Regions from separate parts of the Oryctolagus cuniculus genome. Here region 1 is linked to region 2. A link is a contact called in public Micro-C data. All regions are on one chromosome and are shown on one strand. The core of a region is the stretch at or near the end of the contact, and the rest is flanking DNA. Distances in the headings are between cores, read along the strand shown. Region 1 overlaps GLIS3 (GLIS family zinc finger 3). Region 2 has its middle 200 kb from the start of RFX3.

Region 1 (5,823 bases), core at 2,340-4,839, 420 kb before region 2:
GCTGTGCGCGGTCTTCTCTCATAGCCATGTGGATGTGTGCAGGTCCAGGGACCCATGAGAGTGGACTTCTGTTCAGCGTGAAGGAGTGGCGGGGGGGCTTTAATCATTAGTGGCTGTGATCTCTCTGCCTTTCTCGATTCTGTTCTGGGTAGGTACATGATCGACCCTGCAGCACTGGTCAGTCTGCCACATTGTCCAAAATCCTGGAGGATCCTGGCCAGGCACAAACATGGGGTTTCCTTAATCTGCAAGGATGGCCGAAAGAGAGAAATCTACACCACACTCCAGCAAGCTTCAGCTCTGTCCCAAGACAAATATTTAGGGATTTTCCCCTCCTCTCCAATAACTGAGTGAGACTTGGGGATGTTTGTGTGTGTGTGGGTGGGGGGGGGGTGGTTCTGATATTTGGAAAGGAAGTCACCACTTAGCAACTTGGCTAGTAAGAGTGTGGCTGTACACACCCGCATGCCTGCACGCTATACCTTCCAGAGTGGTGAGACTGGATAACGATGTGCCTCCAGTGTGAAAACAGCCTGGGCATGCTATGGGGGCTGCGCCTCACAGGATCTCACCTCGTTTTGAGAGACACTTTCGTGGAAAGGTCTAAGGAAAAAGAGCTGAGAAGGGAATGTGCTTTTGGTGTTGAAGGAAGTGGGCCTGATGTCTCTTTCTCCCCTGCCTCCCACTTTCACAGCACCAGGCCTGGAACGCTCTCTGTTTCTTGGCAAAATGTGCTATTTTTGAATAATATGATTCTTAAATGATTTCACAACAATTTCACACCTCACAGAAACCCTCAGGGTTTATAAGCAGGACATCACCCCTGGGACCCCAGGATGGCTTTGCACAATCTCAGACAGCTCACTTAACTCTTGGAAAAAAGAAGAGCATATGTTTCAAATTAGTTTAGATGGACAGAAATATTTCTTTTACAGTGAAAATCTGAAAATTCTATGTACTCTCTGGATATTGCATATTCTGCATGTTGCTAAAGACAGGGTTCTTCAAGAAGTTTGTGGGAAGGTGGAACTCAAAGATAAGTATATTTTGGTACAAAGCAATTTTGGAATGCATAGTTTTTTTCATAATACACATTTTCCATGAACTTTTTGAAGACCCTGCCTATGTGACATAACTAAATCAGTGTGGAAAGGAACTGACTTGGACTGTGGGCCCCCCAGCCAGAGTTCTTTTTTTTTTTTTTTTCCTTTATAGTATGCCATGATGATAAAGAATCTGGACTGCATTTATGTTTGATTATAAATTGGCCAAAGTATCTGATTTGTACAAAAGCAAACCAGACAGGTGACAGCTGTAATGCAGGCATTCGAAGCACCTTTTCACTGTCCAGTAGATATTTTTGAAACAGTTTGAAGAATCTCTGGTGGAATGAAATTGCATTTCTTCTCATTACATTATGCCCCATGTTGTGATTTTTCTTAAGGAAAACCTGAAGCTGGTATGTTGTGAGAATGCCATGTTCTAGGAGTGAAAAGAATAATTACATTGCAGGCAGCAAAACCTTACTCTGTCACTAGGGTTCTGCATTAAAAATGTCAGAAAGAGACAAGCAATTGAAGGCAGTTCCATTTACTGTGTTTGGAACACACCAGTCTATGGCAGGCAGGAAAGACATTCAGTCTCTGAAGGAAAACAGTCCAACCTTTCAGTTCTGACTAATCCTGGCTGAAAATAGTTTACTGGATTTGGCTTTACTGAAATAAACATAAAGGCTTGAATTATCCAAAAAAATTTTTTTTTGCGTTGCAAAATTAATTTTTGTGCAATAGGATTTCCCCATTTTCCCACTGTTCCCAGACTTTGCAAAGACACATAACTTTATAAAGTTGGCTTTTTCTAAAGTACATGATGAATATTAAAAATAGAAATATTTGAGTGACAGATTAAGATGAGAGGTGAATGTTTGCAGGCCTCTGCCTAGTTTTTTTTTTTATTGGTATTATTCAGGATGGATATGGGAGGTGATTTCTCTCCCCTAAGCTGCCCACTTCCCACACACTTCTGGGTAGACTCTTTGCAAGATTCAAATAGCTAATTTAATAGCTATCAAATGTAGAACTACAAAGCAATTATTTCCAGTGAAAATATATTGATACAAAACAGGGTTTCTTAGGAGTTGATTAATGCTGCAGTTGTAGCATTGGGACTATCTATTTTTAGAAGGAGGACATCCAGTTCCATATAGAACATACTATCATGGGCATTATGCCTTCTGAAATATGTTATGTTGCTGCATGTCATCTGTTTGATTTGTAGGGTTGTAGTCAACTGGCAGCGGTGGATTTGGCTGTGAAAGTGTAGCAGTTGTCTCTAGGTATAGTCTATGGATAGAAGATATTGTGCTTAAAGTGAATGTGTACCTGGGAAAAAAAGCCAGACATACTTTTCTTCCCTTTTCAACAATTAATCTTTATACTATTGGGACCTAGATGCAAAAAACTATTAAAACTGAGTGTTTCATCTCCTGTCACCACAAAATGTGATGGCAGTTGGTTCAGAGTTCAAGATCTTTTCCAAGGAAAGTGACCACACTCTTCTTTTGAAGAAATGATCTTTAGGTTTTTGTGTCTGTGCCACATACAGAGGCCAGGAGCAGTTGAAATAATAAAACTCCATCCGTTTTTGTTTTACCTGTGTTGAACCATTAATTTTCTGCATATAACAGAATTGGTCATCGCTTTTGCTCAGTTAGCTGATTGACCCAAGAGGGAGATGGTGATCCCATTATGTTTGGTGACTATGACTACAAGCAGCAGCACAAAGAGCTTCTGGAAGTCATGTGTAAAAAAAGTGGGCGTATGACAAGAGTTCTCCGTGACAGTTTGCTTACAGTAAGAGCCTACCACTGGCATCCTCACCTCATGCCAAACTCCCTTTCTCTTTTCTGTACAGGAAAACATGTTCTCACAATCTCTGATTATGACTCTTTAGCCTTAGCCAGACCCCTGAGATTCAGATCATGTAGGATTTTAGGTGGCAGAACCAGGGTAGGAGGGGGGCATACTGTTTCAATTACTGGAGGAAGAGAATGGATTCTGTTCCTTTTCCCACCCAAACAACTCCACCCTTCTGAAGATCTCATTCTTACTGCTTCTGTTGAAATCCTGACCAGCTGCTCTCTCTCCAGGCCTGGTCTCGATTGCCAGAGACAGTCCCAGCCAGGGGCACAGGCCTTGAGAACTGAAGTGCCTCAGCAAGCAAGGAGGCAGAGCTCAGCTGAATCAGAGCCTGGGATGCAACAATATTCCACTGAAAAAATACCCCAGTGCGCTCATAGCTAACTATTAACGAAGGTAATTTCCAGGTGGCAAATCATTGTGTTTCAGCCTTTCTGGCATTAGATCAGGCCCAGCCTTGGTACATCTTGGAATTACCAGATCAGTTGAGCATTTCTAGGTGTAATGATGTAGAATTATAGTAAGTTTTTCAGAGACGGTAAGGTTCCAGACTCTCAAGTCAGAGCACCTCATGAAGTCTGAGTTTGTCTCTTTTTCAAACCCTTGTTTCATGTTCCCAGAAGGACAACCTAGAGTGTAACCCAAAACCATAGAAAGACACTGGGCTTCCCTAACAGTATCCATGGTAATGGTTCCAGCAGAGTGCACACTAAGAATGTTTTTACCCTTGGTCTTTCTGCCAGTCAGTGGAAGGGTGTGCAGTGCCTGGATGGTGTTCCAGGAAGGTGTGTTCCGAGTGAGATCAGGCACGTTCTGTCTGTAGTCCCTCTCATGAGAAGGCCTGTCTTGATCAGGGCAAAGTGAGCAGAAGAGCCGGGTTGTCTTACCAGGAAGGACCAGAGATGCCAACACTGCCTCCGTGCACAATTGAAAGCAGTTGTGTTTGGAGGTTAGGGAGTGTTAATAAGGGAATTAGGGGGAATGTGGGTTGCCACTTAAATTTTGCTTATTTTTCCTGGATGAATTTTATCCAATAGCAAAAAGGAATTTTGCAAAACTTTTACCCACCCACAGATTTTCATGAAAATGTCACTAACCAAAGACAGTTTTGAATTTTGTATGAATTGACTCATTTCTCCACAGGCATTTTGCCTGGCAAAATCCAGAGTATTTGCTTTGGCTGGAATATTGGGCAGTTTGCTTTTTAAGTAACATTGGATAATGAACACAAGAAAATAAATATGGAGTTGGGACCCGTGTCCCCAGTCCTCTTTTATGGCCTGGTGTATGGGTTCATGAGCCAGCTTTAGCCTTGTAAGACATTTCTTGAAGAAAAGTAAAATTTATTGCAAGCTGTGTTTTTTTTTTTAACATCTTTTGTTTCGTTATTTTAATAAGACTTGGTATTGTTGTGGTGACCATGATGATACTTCTAGAAGTGTCACAGTTAGTTAACACTTCACAGCCTTCATGTTGGCAAAAATGAATACATTCTGTTCATACCAGGTATTGACAAGGGTGTGGATAATGAGGACTGCTTTAACATGCTGGAGACAGTAAGTTGGTGTCACAACTTTGGAGAACCCTTCAGGAAGAACTTGGAGACTTGTGGATGAGATATCTGCGTCTGAGTGTCTCCCCTGGAGAAACTCTTGTAACTGGTGGTGGGGAGACATGAGAAAAGATGTTTATTACATCTTTTTTAAAGTGTAAATATATTAATTGTCCATATACAAGGTAAACCAATAAACTATGGTTTATTCCTAATGAAGCAATATAAAGAAATTTAAAATTAAATACACTCATATCACTATGGGTAAATCTCAAAAAACAATGGTTAAGTGAAAAAATTATATGCAAAAATGATATGTGTGGTACAGTACCACTTATGTACATTTAAACACACATTGAGCAATGTAGTATAATTGTTGCAGATAAATAACTATGTGGAGAGGCAATGTAGTCATGATCAGGATAACCAGTCACCTTAGCATAGTGGATATTTTTAGAGAGGGAAGAAATGGAATGTGGGGATTTTTGTTTTCTTTTTTTTCTGAATAGAAAGAGAACTAAGACAAACTTGGCAAAATACTAATTTTTGTTTAAGTATAGATGTCATAGTTGTCTGTTATGTGTACTTTGGTGCTTATTTGAAATATTTCATAACTATATGTGTACATTTTTATCCAAAAATAAAAGAGAATCAATTATTGCAACATTGCAACTCCCTTTCACACATACCACTTTTCAGATGAGAACAAAGCCTAGAGAAATTGATTTTTTCAAGACTATTAAGTTGTTTTCACTACTCCCCACTTAGAGTCTAAGGTAGTGGTTCTTAATCTTGGCTGACATTGGAAATCACTTGGAAATCTTTATTAAGTACCGGTACTTGGGTTGCACCCCTAGTCTGTGATATGATCAGACTGACGCAACTCCCCGGGTGACTCTGATGAGCTTCCAAGCTCTGTGCTTGGGCTCTGGCTGAAGAGAAGCTTCCCTGTCATTTCAGTGAAGGTGGAGGGGGCAGTGTGTACATCTTCATTATCATCAGTGTCCTAACATTGATTAGCAAGTTTAGTGTTGGAATAAAACTCAGAGACAAGAGATAAGAAGATACTAGAATGATCCTGTGGTGGCAGAGGGCTTTCAGCCCTTCTGTACTGAGATCACTCTTGCTCAGTGCCCCATAGTCAAAGGCTGGGAAGGCACTTGTGCTGAACCATCTGTGTATCATCGCCACCTATTTGACTCCCTGAGTTAAAAGTGGAACTGACAAATCTGTCACATCGTTCTCATTTTTAAAGGTAAGATAGAGTGTTCTTCCTTCCCAACATAACACAGTCTCTCTGCTTTTAATAAAAAACGATCTTCAAAACATTTTTGCTACTATGAACGCTTCTGA
Region 2 (5,651 bases), core at 1,053-3,552:
GAAGCACCGGCATCCCATATGGGTGCTGGTTCAAGACCCGGCTACTCCACTTCCTGTCCAGCTCACTGCTATGGACTGGGAAAGCAGTAGAAGATGCCCCAAGTCCTTGGGCCCCTGCACCCACGTGGGAGACCGAGAAGAAGCTCCTGGCTTCGGATCGGCACAGCTCCGGCCACTGGGCCATTTGGGGAGTGAGCCATTGGATGGAAGATCTCTCTCTCGCTCTCTCTCTCCCTGTGACTCTCCTCTCTGTGTGTAACTCTTTCAAATAAATAAATCTTTAAAAAAAATAAAAATAAAATGTCACACATTGGGCTACTTGCAGGTATTTCAAAAAGTTGGTGGGAAACTGAATGAAAAGACAAGTTTATCTTGGTGCAAAACAACTTGAAATCTTTGCATACTTTTTTCTTAATATACATTTCACATGAACTTTTTGAAGACTCTCAGAGTTCCAGAGTGACTTCCTCTTCGAAACCCCATGGTTATTTAGAAAGGTATGTTGTCAACATCTTCTCAGTCATAGGCTTAACACCCCCAGTTCTTTCAGTTATTCTTCTTTTCGAGTAGTCCCTAGACCCCTGATTGTTTATTATCACATTCTAGATATCACCAGTCATCTTTGCAAAAGCCCATTTCATTATGCTGTGTGTTACGGGACACAGAGTCACCATTTACCATGATTACACTTCTGCATAGTTGACTACAATCTGTGTCCTCTGCGGACTTCTCTTTTCACAAAACAGAAGCTTACAGGTTTTCCTCATTTTTAATGCCTCTAAAAGCATTTAATCTCTATCAATTAGAAGGCATGAAAAGACCGTCCAGAACAAAACCAAACAAGCAGGATTGGGCTTTGTGGTGCAGTGGGATTAGCCAACTACTTGGGATGCCCAAATCCCATATCCCAGTGCCTGGGATTCAACTACCACCTTCACTTCTGATCCAATTTGCTGCTCATGCAGCTGGAAGGTAGCAGATGTTGGCCCAAATGCTTGGGTTCCTGGAATCCACATGGAGTCTCAGATGGAGCTCACAGCTCCTGGGTTTGCCCTGGCCAGCTCCAGTTCTTGTGGACAATTGGGGAATAAACCAGCAGATGGAAGATCCATCTCTTTCTCTCTGTCACTCTCTGTCTCTTTCTCTATCTTGCATGTTCATTGCCTTTCAAAGAAATAAATAAAACTTTAAAAATAGCAAATTTGAAGAAAATCAAATATAACTTGGTACAGAGAGCTGAATTTTGAAATACATTCCAAAGTGTCCAAGTCCCTCAAATTAAAATGATATGACATGATTTTACAAATAGATCACATTCCCCATAGTATCTGTGACTTGTTAGATCCAACAAACTATTAATTGATAATTTCCAAAACATTGGGAGAGTGGAATAAACACTCATCCATCTGAAGATGGGAAAATCCACCATCATCCAAGGAATGAGAAATGGAGAAACAAAAGAAATACTGGAGTGAGCCTGTAGTTTCTTTTTCTTCCTGAAAGCATGTACGGGCACACCCCTATGCTTCACAAAGCCTTTTATAAGTTGCAGCGTTTAAATAGGTGTATAAGAAGCCATGGGCAGCTCTAGGTTCTTATCTCCTTCACAGATATCTGTCTTCTTTTGGTCCTGGGATTAAATCTTATTTTAATCACTATCTTGCCCTTCGGCCATTCAGCTCCCATTGAAAGTGTCAATGTCACTTTGAAATTACTGTTCCTGCTATTTAGTTTGAGGATGCTTGAAAAAGTAGTGCTTTTTCAGGAGTAGAAGCTCTGTTACCTGATGTCACCTGCCACAGAATAGGACTGGTGGGACGTCTGGCTTCATAAGGATTTCTAGTTCAACCTGTAGGAAGATTTTATGCCAAGAGAAAACAAAAGGCAACTGAGCATGCCTTGTGCCTCTTTTGTTTTTCATGACTGTAAAATCCGTGTTATGTTAGCTGTAGAGGTTATAGGTAGAGGTTTCTTAACTTAAACATTGTGTCTTGCACTGTGATACATTTTGCCAACTAATTGTTTCAGCCTGGTGTGAAATGGAGATCTCCAAAGCTTCACAGCTTCTTGGAGGGCCATGCCCATCTTGTATCAGCTCTTATAGGCCCTCTCTTAGAAAACAAGCCTGAGCAAACCCTTGTCTTCTGCTGATATTACCATGATCCCCACGTGTCCCACAGTATTCTTGTAGCATCACTGACAAGGCAGTAAGAAAATGAACAACCGTCTAAGGAGTCGGGAGTCCTTAGTGCTACTCTGTTCTCTGGGTTCTCTCAGAGTGCTCAGAGCTAAATTTATCAACTGTGCCATCTGTCATAGTTGACTTTCTTTTCATTCCATGGTCGTGCTTGCCTTTTTTCCATAGTACTGTAAAACAGTCACAGAAAAATGGAATTAAAAGGTAAGTTTTTCAGTGGATGTTTTGCCTAGCCAGTTAAGGCTTCCATGTCTCATTTTAGAGAGACTGGGTTCAGCACCAGCTCCAGCTACTGATGCCAACTCCCTGCTAAGGCAGACATTAAGAAGCAGCAGGTGGGTGTCTCAAGTATTTGGGTCCTTACTACCAATCCTGGATTGCGTTCCCAACTCCAGCCTCAGCCCGGCCCTGGTCCAGTCATTGCAGACATTTGGGGAAGAAACCAGGGTCTGGAAGTCTTCTCTGCCTGCCTCTCTTTCTCTCTGTGTCTGCCTGTATGCTTTTCAAATTAGATAGCTTTTAATAAATTAATAAGTAAAGGATGAGTTTACTTTTGTGCAAAAAAAAAAAAAAACACAAACAAACAATAGAAATCCATGCATTTCAGAGGTCTCCAGAAGGGTCATGAAAATCTACATTATGAGCAAACTGTAAGGATTTCAGAATGTTTTACATCCAAAGACACTTATGCTTTAATTCATTTTTCCCATGAACTTTTTGGAGTGCCCTGGTATACTTTAAAGACGTATTTTGTGTTGAATGACTTCTCAGCATTTTATTTGGAAAGAGGCACAGCACAATAGAATAAAGTGAATAGACTTGTCAGCAACTGCCATGAAACACTACTTTCCATCTCTGGGGCTGTTTCCAAACATGTGAACTAAAAGGACTGAATGAGATTTAAAAAAAAAAAAAAGGTATATTAGATTCCTTTGAGAGATACAGCAAGACAGCATAGAGATGAGAGCATTTGTGCACGTGAGCCCCCTTCCGTTGGTTCACTCCTCAAATGCCAGCAATGGCTAGATCCAAAAACTGGAAACTGAATCCAGGTCACCCACGTGGGTGGCAGGAACTCAACTACTAGAGCCGTTGCTATTGCCTCCTAGGTGTGCATTAGCAGGAAGCTGCAGTCCGAGCTGGAGGAGAGCACTGCGCCCAGGTACCGCAACGTGGGTCACCAACACCCTAACTAGCAACTTAACCACTGGGCCCTTGCTGAGACGTTGCAAAGTCAGCTCTTATGCTCTATGACCAGATAACTTTTGGGCTCTCATATTTGATTTTAAAAGAGAGTCTAACAGGGATGCAGAATAAATGCCTCTTTCTGAATAGGAAGGCTGTTCTTCTGTCTTCTTTGGGGAAAGAGGAAGGATGTGGGGAGCCGCTGCTGATACCTAAACAGGAGCTATGCGGCCCTGGGGAGTCCATTAGCTGAACCTCTGCCTCATTGTGGTTAAAGCATATTTCACTTGTGAGCTTTCAAATGATGCAATTTGGTTTATTTACAGGGTCCCTGTAAGAAAGACTCAAACTGCCTGCAAGTTATTTGAGTGCACTTCACAGAAAAACTGGGATTAAGGACTTTGAGCTTCTCAAAAGGTGGCGTTCCAACCAGTATCAGGATCACCAAGACCTATGAGAACCTTGTCCCTTGTGCCAGGGCCGAAACTCTCACTATTTAGTGGTTCAGCAGGGCCAAGAAAGCCTCATGGAATCATGTTAACCCACTCTTCCACTGACCTCCAGAGACCCTTCTAAGAGCCCAGTTACCAAGAGAAATCAGACAACAGGGTGGTGACTTATTCACTTTCCAAGCATGCAATTTGGTTCATGAATGTAGAAAACATTAGTTTTATAAGCCTTAGACTTTTGAAATTTAAAAAATGATTATTGAACTAAAAACCTAATTAGATGCCATGTTTCCTTTTTTCCCTTTTTAATAAGTTGGTTTAGTTGGAAAAGACATTTCTGTGATGCATCTGATGGACTTGCTTGCTGTGACGGGTTAGTAGGAATGTACAGAGAGTAATAGTTCAGAGCTAAGTGGAGGGGGTGGGCTGGAGGGGTGGGGAGAAGGAATGGTGAGCCCCATGTCCTGAGGCACGATGCTACAGAGTTCAGTGGTTCGTGGTTGTGCAGGGCACACAGGAGAGTCAACAAGTAGACAAAGAAAATCCAGACCTTTGATGACCCCTGGTGAATAAACTAAGCACTGCATTGAAATGCAGCTGGAGCCGCGGACTTCCCTCGCAGGCAAGCCCCCTGCATCGCTCCTCTCTCTCAATTAAGGCAAAGGGATTCTCCCCCAGTGCCTGATTCGTTCGTGTTGTAGACTCGCCTTGCAGACTCGAAGCCTCTGGATCCCTCTAAGCAGATCTCATTTTGGTGATCCCTGTTGGTAGAGACTGAGAAACGCGTGTGCATATGCTGTTTTATATCTGTGCTGTGACCTTTTACACACAGCGTTACTTCTGGGACACAGACCAGTTCAGTGGCTTCCATAAAGCCAATCTGTAACTTTCAGAGTAGGTATATATTTAGTATTGCTCTGTGGAAGAGTTAGGAAGACTATCCCAAGGTTCTTACAGACCCCAGATTCAAAATCAGGGTTCAGAGGTCATCATTCATGTAGTAGTCCTGGGTGCCAGCTAAAACGTTCTTTTATGCGACGAAAGTCTGCATTTTTGTAAACCAGCTATGTGTGGCCAGCGTGTGGTACATGTGCGCCTGAAAGCTGGCTGTATTTTGTCAGCTTGCAGGAAAGGAAGGAAATGTGTTCCTATCAAAGGAGGAGGGGGAGAAATGTCAGCATTTCTAATATATGTCCTCGGCACACAGTGATAAAGGTGGTGATGCCAAGGGCCCGTTTGTAATCTCCCAGAATGGAACTAACCTGGTAGAACACAGAACAGTTTATACTGCTCACGCAGTTCAACATATCAGTTGCATGTGTACCATAACTATTGGCTTTTTAAAATGATGCCAGCAATTTTATTGCTGCACATACATTTTATTTATTTTATTATAAAACAGTATAATTCTATTACCCTTTAGGTCATATGATCATTTATCTGCTTTCCACAGTAAGTATGTGAATTTTATATTTTTTATATTTTAAAGACTTTAACAAAAATTTTTAAAGATTTATTTATTTGAAAGTCACAGCTACAGAGAAAGAGAGGGGGAGGCACAGGAGAGAGGTTTTCTATCTGCTGGTTCACTCAGCAAATGAGCGCAATGGCTAGACCTGGGCCCAAAGCCAGGAGCCAGGAGCGTCCAGGTCTCCCATGCAGGTGCAGGGGCCCTAGCACTTGGGCCATCTTCTACTGCTTTCCCAGGCCATAGCAGAGAGTGAGGTTGGAAGAGGAACATACCACAAGTGCCCATGTGGGATGCCGGCGCCACAGATGAAGGCTTAGCCTACTATCCCACAGCACCGGCCCCTAAATTT

The links. A called contact is a pair of places that touch in the nucleus more often than the background predicts.
Region 1: a Micro-C map of ear pinna shows a contact between it and region 2, with 13 times the contacts expected there. The contact joins two enhancer-like sites. A contact is called at or near these places in 2 of 6 Hi-C or Micro-C datasets (ear pinna and an unstated tissue).

What each region holds. Positions count from the first base shown.
Region 1 is chr1:166,446,592-166,452,414 of mOryCun1.1, reverse strand. The region is part of intron 5 of GLIS3 (GLIS family zinc finger 3); the gene reads left to right. Among named protein-coding and RNA genes, the nearest start is that of GLIS3, 470 kb to the left of the region's middle. Within about 2 kb of position 3,589, at least 1 of the 8 cell types and tissues checked has an H3K27ac peak or open chromatin away from gene starts, as enhancers often do.
Region 2 is chr1:166,024,507-166,030,157 of mOryCun1.1, reverse strand. No RefSeq gene overlaps it. Among named protein-coding and RNA genes, the nearest start is that of RFX3, 200 kb to the right of the region's middle. Within about 2 kb of position 2,302, at least 1 of the 8 cell types and tissues checked has an H3K27ac peak or open chromatin away from gene starts, as enhancers often do.